2 separate regions of the Triticum aestivum genome follow, and region 2 is linked to region 1. The links are chromatin contacts, called in public Hi-C maps. All regions are on one chromosome and are shown on one strand. Each heading gives the region's core, a stretch centred on a gene start, on an enhancer-like site or on the middle of the called end of the contact. The rest is flanking DNA. Distances are from core to core; before and after follow the strand shown. Region 1 has its middle 31 kb from the start of LOC123069943. Region 2 holds the start of LOC123069944 (vacuolar-processing enzyme).

Region 1 (6,329 bases), core at 3,531-6,030:
AATTAGCCCACCATATGAATCAATCATGAGGGCATCGTATGGATCTATAGCCACAGATGACAATACCTAGCTAGGGGTGTAAAACGATAGCGCTCGTTGGAAGGCAACCCAACTTGTATCTTTTTGCTTTTTGGTTTTCTTGCTGTTTTCCATAAAATACACAATTATGCCTCTCATTCGATCTGTTTTGTGGTTTAAATTAGTGTTTGTGGCAAGCAAGGCCTTTGGGATGATTTGGGTGAGAGTTGATTTGATCTTGCTGAAAAACAGAAACTTTTGTGCTGACGAAAATATTTTTTATTTTTATCGCTTTTGAGTTGATTATTTTTCCAGAAGATTAATAAACAAATTATTTACGTCATCCTAATTTTACAGAATTTTTGGAGTTACAGAAGCATTCTAAGTAGTCAGATTGCTACAGACTGTTCTGTTTTGGCAGATTTTATTTTCTTGATGATACTATGGTTTTCTTTAAAGAATTTTTGTCATAGAAAACTTGGAATACAGTAGATATAATGCAAAAATAAAATATGAATGGCTTTGCAACAATACTTTAATATTAATCATTGAAGTAGATACTATGGTTTGAATTGATCACATAAATTATTTTGAGAGAAATTTATTTGGGAGTTCATCATGATTCTCAATATAATGGTCTCTTGTAGATCCATATGATGCAAGTCTTTTTACGGTGTGTTTGTTAGGATCCGATGAACTTTGAGTTTATGATCAGATCTATGTTTTTATCCATGAAAGTTATTTGAGTCTTCTTTGATCTCTTATATGCATGGTTGATTATAGCCTCGTATTTCTTCTTCGATATTTGGGTTTTGTTTGGCCAACTTTATCTATTTCTCTTGCAATGGGAAGATGTGCTTTGTGATGGGTTCGATCTTACGGTGCTTGATCCTAGAACAGAAGGGGAAACGACATGTATGTATCGTTGCTATTAAGGATAACAAGATGGGGTCTATTTCAACATCAATAGATCTTGTCTACATCATGTCATCATTCTTATTGCATTACTCCGTTTTTTCATGAACTTAATACACTCTCGATAGCGGTCGATGTGTGGAGTAATAGTAGTAGATGCAGGCAGGAGTCGGTCTACTAATCTTGGACGTGATGCTAATATAATGATAATTGCCTGGATATCGTCATGAGTATTTGAAGTTCTATCAATTGCCCAACAGTAATTGTTTTTCCACTGTTTGCTATCTTTCTCGAGAGAAGCCACTAGTGAAATTTAAGGCCCTGGGGTCTCTTCTTATCATATTTGCCTTTGCAATCTATTTTCCTTTGCTTTTATTTTCATTTCTATTAAACCACAAATACAAAAATACCTTGCTGCACTTTTTGTTATTTGCGATCTATTTATCCTATCTATTACAAATTTATCACGTCTCCGCGCCAATTTTTGGCATCGTTACCTGAAAGGGATTGACAACCCCTTTAACACGTCAGGTTGCAAGTATTTGTTATTTGTGTGCAGGGTTGTTTACGTTGTGTTGTGTGGTTCTTCTACAGGTTCAATAACCTTGATCTTATCACTGAGGGAAATACCTACCATTGATGTGATGCATCATCCCTTCCTCTTTGGGTAAATACGAACGTAGTGCTAGCAGTGCATTTTTTAGATGGATTTGAGCTCGTGCGAGCAATTTTTGCTCGAGGATTCGTCCTCGTCTGATGGCTCGGACGTGGAATCGATGCTTGAGCGCCATCGTCAGCAGATAGTCGTGGCGGTCCTAGCCGTGAAGGAGGTGGAGGATCGCAACCGCAAGAGAAGGCAAGGTTCGATCGTTGCCCGTCCTTGCATCCCTCGCAACCGCCAGCTCGGGAATATGATGTTGATGCAAGACTACTTCATGGACAATCCAACCTATCCGTCGCATCTCTTCCGCAGAAGGTATCGAATGTGCCGATAACTCTTGTAAAAATTGGGCAAGCTTGTGAGGCCAATTGCCGATTTTTCACTCAAAGGAGAAACGTCGCGGGCTTGTTGGGCTTTAGCGCCTACCAAAAAATCTCCGCAGCTATGCGTGTGATTGCATATCGATGAGTATCTTCACATTGGCGAAGATAATACAATTGAGTTAGTGCGTAGGTTTGCCAAAGTGATGATCCGAGTCTTTGGTCATGTCTATCTTCGTGCACCCAACGAGGAAGACACGATAAAGTTGACGGCAGCAAATGAGAAGCAAGGTTGGTTCGGCATGGTAGGAAGCTTTGGTTGCATGCATTGGACTTGGAAAAACTGCCCGAAGGCATGGCACGGACAGTATTGTGGTAAGTCTCGTGATGCAACAATTGTGCTAGAGGACATAGCATCCGAGGATTTATGGATTTGACATATATATATTTTGGTATGTCGGGTACTCTTAATGATATCAATGTGTTGTAACGGTGTCATTTGTTTGCTAGACTTGCTAGTGGTGATGCTCTAGCTTGCAACTTCACGGTGAATGGGCATGAGTACACAAAGGGGTACTATCTAATAGATGGTATCTACCCCTCTTGGTGTACATTTGTAAAAGCATCTAAAAGCCCAAAACTATAAAGCATATTAAATTTACAAAGGTGCAAGAAGCTGCCCGAAAAGATATAGAAAGAACCTTCGGGGTTTTGCAATCTAGATTTGCCATTGTTCGTGGTCCTGCTCGTTTTGGGACAAGAAAACCCTGAGCAACATCATGACATGTTGTGTGATTCTTCACAACATGATCATCGAAGATGAGAGGGACTTGAACTTGGAGTTCTTCTACGACAATGTCGGTAGCCGTGTGAAGCCAGCTAGAGACCCTAACCGCATACAAGCATTCCTTAAGACATACCGGCAGATTGAAGATGCAAACACCCACCACCCTCATTGAGCACCATTGGCAGAGGCATGACCAAAGGCATTGAGCATCATTGACAAAGGCACCGACCAATTTTACATTCATTTCATTAAATTCATGTGTGATCGGTGTCATTGTTGTATTCGGACTAATTGTTGTATTGAATTATTAGTTTTATTTGGTGACTTGAATAATCATTGTAATTTGGATTCATAATCTTCACATTTTATGTTATTTGAATTCATATTATTGTCATATGCAAGATATGTATCAAATTCTGGAAAACCACCCGTTTTGCGGGTTCACGCGGGCTAACCGAATATTCACTTCTGCCGCAGCCTGCGTGAACCCGCAAAACTCATTTTCCGTGAACTATAAACGCGCGATACGGGTCGGCGATTTAAGGGTCTGCTAGAGATGCTCTTAGCACTTGTACATTGTGGAGCCCTCGGAACAGCCTTACGGTATCCAAAAACTTCTCTCTTTCATCCTAATATATAAAATCATTTCTAGGGCTTCAAATTTTACATCGTCCAGGAGCACATACCAGTACGAGATTCTGGGAGGATACTTGGCTCAGAGAGGTACCCCTAGCCATCCAATACCCGTCATTGTATCGTATTGTTCAACGACGTGAGATTTTTGTTGCAACGGTATTTCAATCAATCCCCCTTAATATTCAGTTCAGACGGGCGTTAGTGGGCAATCGTTGGGAAGAATGGCTGCATCTAGTAAGGAGACTGATGGATGTTCAACTTTCCCAACAACCCGATAAATTACGCTGGAAGCTCACTAGGTCGGGAGAATTTACAGTTAAATCAATGTATGTTGATGTGATCAATTCAAGCTCGATTCCTAGTTCCAAACATGTGTGGGCTGTCAAAGTTCCTTTGAAAATTAAAGTGTTTATGTGGTTTCTACACAAACAAGTTATTTTAACCAAGGACAACTTGACAAAGCGTAATTGGACAGGACCTACTAGGTGTAGCTTCTGTGATCGGGATGAAACGATTAAACATCTTTTTCTTGATTGCCCACTAGCTAAAGTTTTATGGAGGACAATCCATATTGCTTTGAATATTTCTCCACCGAGTTCAGTCAACACGTTATTTGGAACGTGGCTTAACGGGATAGAGCCCGGGCTAGCGCGACATATTCGTGTAGGAGTCTGCGCCTTGGTGTGGGCGCTATGGAATTGCATGAATGATTTGGTTTTTAACAGGACAACACGAATTCATTTTTTGCAGGTTATCTTCAGAGCTACGGCGCTGATTCGTTCCTGGTCGCTACTCACTCCGACAGAGGCCAGGGAGCTTTTGGTTACCGGATCTATCCGCTGGGAGACGGTAGCTCGGGATATCTTCAACCGGTTTGGATGGCGGTCATGTAATAGGATAGACAATTAGTTTTTCTATCTCTTTTTAGCCAGCCGGTTGTGGCATCCTTCTTTTGGCTAGTTGATGTTTCTAGCCTTTTTTGTTCTGTGTGAGCCTTTTTTCTCTTTTCGCTATTGAAGACTTTGAGACCTTGTTGAAACTTATTTGTTTGGTTAATAATATGGCCGTATGCATCATGCTGATGCAGAGGCCGGGAGCCCCTTTTTTTTAAAAAAAAAGAGCACATACCACCTTTGATCGCCTGCGGTAATTTATGATTGAACAGGACGGCCGACGGTCCAGCAGAAGAATACGAAGATGGCATCACACTCACTCATGAGATATTTCTTCTTCTTCAGGTGAGCTTGCATGAGATTACACCACGGGAGAAGAAGAGTGTTTTCTGGGTACAGCCGTGTCGGCATCAAGAAATTCAGGAAGAAATTCAGGTGTGCGGCCGAGATTGGTCTCATGTCTCACCGTTTCGACGCCACCGGATGAATGGATAAGGTGAAGAGTCTCGATGAGCCATCGGACCCCCAAACGTCACCCGGGACATCACTCGGATATCCTTTGCCTTTTGACGATGGTGACAGTGACGTGTCATTTCCTTTTCAGCCGCCGTCACCGTGAAGTACTGAGTGAGGGGTTATTTTTTAATTTATTATTTTCTCTCATTTCTGTTCGTCTTTTCCCTTGGCAGTATTTTCGGGTTGGATAGCGTGACTACTGTTGCTTGCGTAAGTGGGAACCTCCACAGATTCCATGTCGTGAATAAAAAGGAACCTCCACAGATAGACAAGGACTCGGTAGTACAGTTTACGGGCGAAATGAGACAGATTTGTTATCCATTGCATGATGATATATCCTACCGTCTCCAACGGGCACCCGCAAACCACCCGCATCCGTTCATACCGTACTATTCAGACCACGAAAGCCATCCAATATGATCATGTATAGGTCTGAGATATAGTCCGGACATGTTTTTTCTCGTCGACCGAAAACAAATGTTGGAGGCTTTGCGAGAGTCCTGACATGTGAAACGTCGACCTCTGCCCCCCCCCCCCCACCTCCCCCCACCGGCCCACCCAAAAGGAAGGCGAAGCCCGCGCTTTTGAAGCATCCCGCATCGTTTTCGCGTCAAAATCCCCCACTCTCTGCTTCCACCCCCCGCCACTCTCCGCCCAATTCCCGCTCTTTTCTCCTACCCTTGCCGCATAGAACTTGTCGGAGATGGAGTCGGGGAGGTGCCGGAGGACCCGAGCATCATGCTCGCCCGGAAGATCAGCTCGGCTACGCGGGAAAATCGTCGCGTCAAAGCGAAGGCCTCAAAGGAGGAGAAGCTCGACAAGCGGTTGGCCGCCGGTGTGCGTGGTGGCGGCGTTGGGCCTCGAGGTCGTGGTGGACGAGGCGGTCAAGGTAGCCGTCGCGAACGCCGCCAGACGGGCGCGCCCACAATACAGACATTGTCATGGCCGGAGCATTACGAGCCTCTGTACTACTACGCCTCCAAGCAGCTCAGAACCCCTGCCGGTACGATGCCTTACATCGTCAGCGTTAATGCGGCGCCGCTCTTCCCCGAGTATTCTTCGTCACAGCTTGTCCGGGCACGAATGGCGGGCGGGGCAGATGGGTGCCCACACACTGTTCGCTATAATGCCTCGAGCAGGGGAGCCGACGTACGACAACCCGGACAGGGAGATGCTCGACATCATCCACGACGGAGGCGAGGGAGGAGTAGGGCGCTATGAGGACAGGCAGGTGGAAGACTCGGATCCCACCTAGTCTGGTAACTAGCAGCAGGAGAAGTCCAACACCTAGACGGCCAGGCAACAGTCCTACACCCACACTGGCGATAGCACAAAGCAACAGCAACACTTGGCCGCCGGACAATAGCAGTCAGAGGGGAAGGGGAGGAGGACGGCTAGGACGATGATCCGGATGATACAAGTGGCAACCCGAAGAAGAAGGGCAACGGAGAAAGCTTTAACATGCGGGAGGACGAGTTGTTGTGCGATGCATGGTTGACCACTAGCATTGATGTGATCCATGGCATGGAGCAAAAGGACACAACCTTTTGGAGGAACATTCACATATGGTTCTGTGAACACAT
Region 2 (6,734 bases), core at 1,401-3,900, 850 kb before region 1:
ACACATGCATATCACCCTCATTCAGAGAACACATGCGTATCACCAGCGTCTTACTTAAATAGAGAAAGATAGCAGGTAGTGCCGTACTAGTTGGTTAATCATTTTGAAATAACACACCCTGTACGGTAGCAGAAAGTACTAACTGACATGAGCGCCACATGTTCGAACTGACCTTAACAGTACATGATTTTAGCGTCTGAATGGAAAACATGGTAGAAGGACCCAGAGAGAGGGAGAGACGAGGAATAAAGTACCTGTCTTCCATCCAAGAAATGCTGTACAGGTCGCCCAAGCAAGTGTCATATTCCGGCGGAGGGCTCGGGTACTCGCCGGGGCAATACGTTCCCCAACTGCTTTCCTCTGCGTTCGATGCGGTGGTCGCATAGACACCGATGTCATTCGGCAGAAGTCCCTCAAAGATGCTCCCAGATTCGCAGGCTTCAAGGTAAAATACCTACAAAATAAGATGACTATACACCTCAGGCCATTGCTTCAAGCAGCACACCATGCAGAGCAAAAATAAACCAAAGAGCGATGGGGTACCAGGCTTTTGTAGGTTCCAGCAGCGTGCTTTTTCTTCAGGACATCTACAAGATCGTCACCGTAAAGGTATGGATAGGTAGGCATCCCTGAAATTTTTACCAGAATGAAAAAACCATGACACTAATAAGTTAATTGTGCATATCTGGATTTGAATATATGTATACGAAATATCTGTTCTGACTGGTTTCAGATATTTAAAATTCTCCAAAGAAGGCAATAAAAGACAGGAAGCGCAAGAATGGCAGGTTCTGAATACTGACCAAGGACCCCAGGACCCCCATGGTCACTGTAAAACACAAAAATGTGATCATTAGGGCCACTGTCCACGACTTTGCCGCTCCCACCACTCACAGCGGTTCTATTACCGAGCAGGACAGCAAAGAAGTTCTTGACATTAACCTCCTTTCCAGTGTAGTCCTACAGTCGGAACAGAAATATTCAGTCGAACAGATGTAAAATTGTGGATAGGGATGCATGATCATTAGAATTGATTCATTCCATTAAGACGTTGACGTTATCACATAGAAAGTTGGCATTCTTCATATCCACGACCAATTGGAAAATAACATAAAGACTGATAGAAATTTAGACATTCAATCATTTTGCAAACTGCTATTGAAATTTCCCTTCGTGTAATTTGTAGAATATCATATTCACATTTTTCTGCAACCATCAAACAGTTTGTAGCACCTAGTAAGGCTAACTACCAATCTTAGATTTTTACTACATCAACAATTACTGGAAAATTTTCCTTGAAGACACATGATTACCTTAGGGACCCCAGCATAGACATCTCCACCCTGGGGGTGGTTGATGATGACGCCCGGCCTCGGGTTCTCCGGGTTGTGCGCAATGTCGTCATACATGAATATGATGATGTTCTCATCCTTGAGACCACCCTTCTTCATGATCTGGTAGGCGTGGCAGATATCCGCCTGCAAAGTGCAAAATTCCAGTCCACAAATCAAACACAGTACTTCATTGTCGTCACTAACCCCTCCCAGTTTCATCCTTATGGTAGCACTGTACTACCAAAAGTACAAAACACACACATAACTGAAATCGTGTTCATAGAGCCTGCCATTACGTGGCAACAACAAAATCATTTTGGCTGACCAGTGCAGTTAATTACTCCCTCCGTCCGAAAATTCCGAAAATACTTGTCATCAAAATAGATAAAAGGAGATGTATCTTCCCGACGAAGGGAGTACATCATTAAAGTTAGTACAAAGTTGAGTCATCTATTTTGGAACGGAGAGAGTACTACTTATATATATAGACAAAATACTAGCATCAGGAACCGTACTTATTAGTGGGTGGAACCACAAGGGTTGTACAATAATACACTTATCAGTGGGTGGAGCCCGCAACAAACACGCAGGCCCCAAAAATCAGGAAATCTCATATGTACGTACGATATTTAATTTTGTTTCCAGTTCATATGCCAAATGAGATGCACACGAAATCGTTCTTAAACCAAGTATTTGCCTCACGGCGATATGGCACCGCGCCAATATCATCATATTAACAGGGTTTGCCAATCATAGTTCAATTGCGGTCGGATTACTCAACAAATCATCAACCACACAAAATAGGAGGAAAAAATCCGGAACACGCAGCAAGAGCAAACGGAACTTTTTTTTTTCAACCTATTCTTTCGGCGATGCACACCAGGTATTAACCGACAGGAAGACAAAACAGGAACGGAAAATCGAGGATCGCGGAGATGCGAACGAGCAAAGAGCAGTATAGCGCGTGCGCACCTGGTGGCGGTAGTTGTAGTAGCCGTTGGAGCCGGCGATGAGGACGGCCCACCTGGTCCCGACGGAGTCATCGTCCTCCTGCCCGGCGGCGCGCTGCGACGGCAGCCGGATGGTGGGCTCCAGCCGTGGGGTCCGCGCGTGCGCCACGGCCAGCACGAGCGCCGAGAGGCACGCGGCGAGCAGGAGAGCGAGGGGAAGGGGGCGGAAGGACGCCATCGCCATGGCTGGTGTTTGGGGTTTGGATTCCGCGAAGAAGCGAGGGGGAGGAGGAAGGAGGGGTTTAATTCGGGCTGGGGCAAAGGGAAAGCCTCCAACGTCTCCTTTTATTATGCGCCGGCGCCTCAGGGTATCTTTTCTTATTCAATATACATGGCGCTCGTAGTCGTAGGTGGGACCTGGTCGTAAATAAGTGGGGTTTTCCATTTTTAACACGCACATACCGTTCACTCTAGGGCTGTTTGGCTGCCTGCATCAACCTCAACCAGGCCAGCTAGATACATGTTTTATTTTTGTTTTGGTTGTTGGCTTGGCTGTTGAGGAATGCTAAAATCGAGCGTTTTCAGCGAGCCAAATTCGAGGGATGCGAGGGGGCGTATGTGGGTGATGACAGTTGCACACACGGGGACACGTGGTAGAAGTCGTGTTGGTTCCCCAAACGGTGTTGTAACTCGCGCCACCCCCTCCTCCTACCGCTCATTCTCCCACTGCTTCACTCTTCCCTCCTCCCACCGCTCACTCTTCCCTCTGTCACTCTTTCTGTCTCATCGGTGGAGAACACAAGATTCGCACGACGAGCACCGGTTTCACCCGCCCTCCGCGTCAATTGCGGTATGCCTTACGTTCCTACCGTACCATCGATTTTCCTGCAGCCGCGTTAGATTTATACTTGATTGTAGATCACACACCATCGATTTTCCTGCGGCCGCATTAGATTTATACTTGATTGTAGATCACACATTCGATTCAAGGTTAGGCTTCTATCTAGGACCAATTGAACCGATTACAATTAGGGATTCGAGGGTATTCACACACACGGGGTAGGAATTTCGAGGGTTTGAACAAACCCTCGAATCAATTAATCAGCACTTCGGATATAGCCTAGCGGCGGGGTTGAGGTGCATGGGGCACGCTGAGCGGCATGTAGGTCGAAGGTAAGTCTCTAAAGTTCATGGTGGTAGTCGTCCACCTTGAGGGGCATTGTAGAGCAGCCAGGTTGAGAAGCCCTCGCCATCATCTTCAACGCCTGGTGCTCCTCCTCCTCGTCAGAGCCGTCTAGAACGATCTTGTTCATACGTGTAGTACGTTTTTGATCGGGACTAGTTCATATGTATATGTTCAATGCAGATTGACAAGCTTGTCGTGGGAGGCAACGACAAGGAGGGAAATGATAAGACTGGCAAGGAGGTTGACAGTATCCTTGATTAGGGGGGTGCTTACCACGTCGGCCTATCATTCATGGGCTTGGCCAAGGACCCACCGACAAACGAAGAATGGGTCATGCAAGCCATGGCCCTTGGTGTACTCGAGATGGCTGTCTCAAAAAAAACTCAAGATGGAATCATTCCAAGATTTGGCGTATACTTCAAGCCATATTCAAATTATCGGCATGTTTATCCCCACATGTAGCCGGCATACGTGTAACCCTACCCCTGGTGTCTATATAAGCCGCAAGTCTTTTTTTAGGCAAGTTAGAACTCATTCATATGATCTCGAGGTAGATCATCCTATACTTTGTACCCTATCCATAATCAATACAAACAAGCAGGGTTTAGGGTTTTACCTCTTGGAGAGGGCCCGAACCTGGTTAAACATCATGCCTTTCTCTACTTCCTGTTACATCTAGCCAAGACCACCAGCTCGGGACTGTTGGGAAACGTAGTAGAAAGGAAAACAAAATCGCCCTACGAACACCCAAGAACAATATGAAAATGCATATAGTGTTTGGTCAACGATCGTTACCGACTCCGGAGTATAGCGAAAGTAGACGAGTCGGTGTAGATCGTACTTTGAGTCTCTCGAACTGTTGATGATGATCCCGCGAACCACCCTTGAACAATCCCTCGAACGAAAGATCGAAAGCACGACCGCTCTACTTGGTTGCAAGCGTACGGTCTTCACGATATGGCAGCGCTTCACCGTCCAGAGCTTATCGTCACCGGATAATTCGAGGGAGGAGATTAGAACCACACTAGGCTTCTAATCATGAGAATTAGAGGATCTAGGTCAAGTTCTAATTGATCAACTAGGATAAACTAGAACTAGAGGAACTAGAGGAGGTTCCAAAACTTGTGTGTTCAAAAGAGCTCAACACCTCAAGTATATATATGTTGGAGGGGAGGAGGGGCACCACAAGGGGGAGGACTTCCCCTTGCTCCAGTCAAGGGGGAAGGACTCCTCCCCCCCCCCCACCCCGATTTGACCTCCTAGGAGGAAAGAGGGGGCACCTCCCCTATTGGGCCTTGGTGGCCCAATTCTTCCTCCACCACTTGGCCTTTTTTAGCCCCGTTGGTATTAAATTAAATACAAAATCCCTCTAACAGTCTAATTTAACATCACCGAAAACATTTTTTCATCCATAATTAATTATCAGTAATACCGGGTATACCCAATGTTGCTCATGCTTCACTGGTGGTAGAGCCTTTGTCATCGAGTCTGACACATTCAAATCCATGTGAACCTTGAGGACCTTCACAAAACCTTTCTCGACATGATGTCAAATAATGTGATACTTGCGCTAGATGTGACTGGTCTTCATGTGGGATCTTAGTTCCTTTGCTTGAGCAACAACACCAGTATTATCACAATAGAGTGCCATTCGGTTCATCGCACTTGGGACCACACCAACTTCTTCAAGAAACTTCTTAATCCAGAATGCCTCCTTTGAAGCTTCTGAAGCCGCAATATATTCTGCTTCTCTCGTAGAATCCGCAACAGTTTTATGTTTGAAACTTTTCCAAACTATCGCACCACCATTAAAGGTGAAAACATACCCCGTTTGAGATTTATAGTCCTCTATATCAGTCATGAAGCTGGCATTGGTTTAACCATTTACAATGAGCTCTTAATCTCCTCCATAAACATGGAGTGTGTCCTTTGTTCTTCTGAGGTACTTAAGAATATTTTTAACAACTTCCCAATGAGCCACTCCGGGATCACTTTGGTACCTGCTACTAGCACTTAGTGCATAAGAAACATTTGGTCTAGTACATATCATAGCATACATGATGGATACAATAGCAGAGGCATATTGGACATTCATCTGCACTCACTCATCAACTACCTTGGGACATTGATTCTTGCTAAGTGTTGTACCATGTGACGTTGGGACACTAGTGGAGAAAAGCCTAGCTATGGTGTGCCAAAAATAGTCTTGCTAGCGTGGACACACGACGCCACTAATATGGCACCATTGCTAAAAGGTAGTGGTGGCATTGGAGGACACGTCAGCAGTATCCTACATCGTGCTGGCGTATCATCACTCCAGCGCCAACACTAAGTTCATCATAACTCTGGCACGCCTGCTCGTCCAACGCCAGCAAATGTTTTTTTTGGTAATAGAAAATTTACTCATCAACACTAGCTAGCTACTTACTTAATAGATACTCCTAAACACAATATACTCATCAACACTAGGTACTTACTTAATAGATAATCATTACATAAGAGGCTCATGAACTCAACAAGTTGATATTAAACTTCACAAAAGTTCACTCAAGTACTCTAGTTACTCGATCATCATCAACTAATAAGATGAACTAGCTAGCTACTTAAAAAACTAATCTTCATCAAGGAGTGTGCCCAACTAGAGAAGCTTCTTTCTATCCGCCTCTCCTTCTCTTCTGAAATGATCTATGTCCATCTTCGGGTCAATCCTCTCAGCCCTGAGGCGTCTTCTCTCCTCCTTCAGTTTATCCCGATCCTCGAAGAGCTTATCCCTCTCGTCCCTAAGCTGATTAGTCTCATGAACGAGCCGAACACCATCCTTGCGTAGCTCTTTAATCTCCCCCTTTAGATCGTCATTTTCCCCTTGCACGCTCTTGATGACATACCCCAAAGTGTAAGAATTCATTGTTGGCCATGTCCACATCGCACACCGACTCGTTGTTTCCTCCAGAATTGGCCATGACCTACAAACACATCGCGTATATGATCAAGATAATATGCAATGTAAAGTAGTTCATGTGTTGGAAAGACATGATTTGTAAAGTTTCATTATCAAATACTTGGTGTGAGCTGTAACAAAACAAAATCAGATACTTTTATAGTAAAGAGTGCATGTGTTGGAAAGACATGATGTTGTTAATTAAGTAGAATAGCTAAAATTATGAAACTATTTTAATAAATAAGACATAGCAAACTGACTTCTATACACACATACTATCATATATAAAAATAACTTATGTATGCAAAGCTATTTGATTTACGTAT

Evidence for each region. A called contact is a pair of places that touch in the nucleus more often than the background predicts.
Region 2: a Hi-C map of leaf shows a contact between it and region 1, with 4 times the contacts expected there. The contact joins the promoter of LOC123069944 here to the enhancer-like site in region 1. A contact is called at or near these places in 2 of 5 Hi-C or Micro-C datasets (both in leaf).

What each region holds. Positions count from the first base shown.
Region 1 is chr3B:374,287,137-374,293,465 of IWGSC CS RefSeq v2.1, reverse strand. No RefSeq gene overlaps it. Among protein-coding and RNA genes, the nearest start is that of LOC123069943, 31 kb to the right of the region's middle. Within about 2 kb of position 4,780, at least 3 of the 8 cell types and tissues checked have an H3K27ac peak or open chromatin away from gene starts, as enhancers often do. A contact at or near this core is called in leaf, where this site is marked.
Region 2 is chr3B:375,135,997-375,142,730 of IWGSC CS RefSeq v2.1, reverse strand. It overlaps LOC123069944 (vacuolar-processing enzyme), which reads right to left and starts at 2,650. Exons shown (of 9, transcript XM_044492933.1): 1 at 2,307-2,650; 2 at 1,314-1,478; 3 at 804-960; 4 at 544-629; 5 at 255-454. The coding sequence starts at 2,528.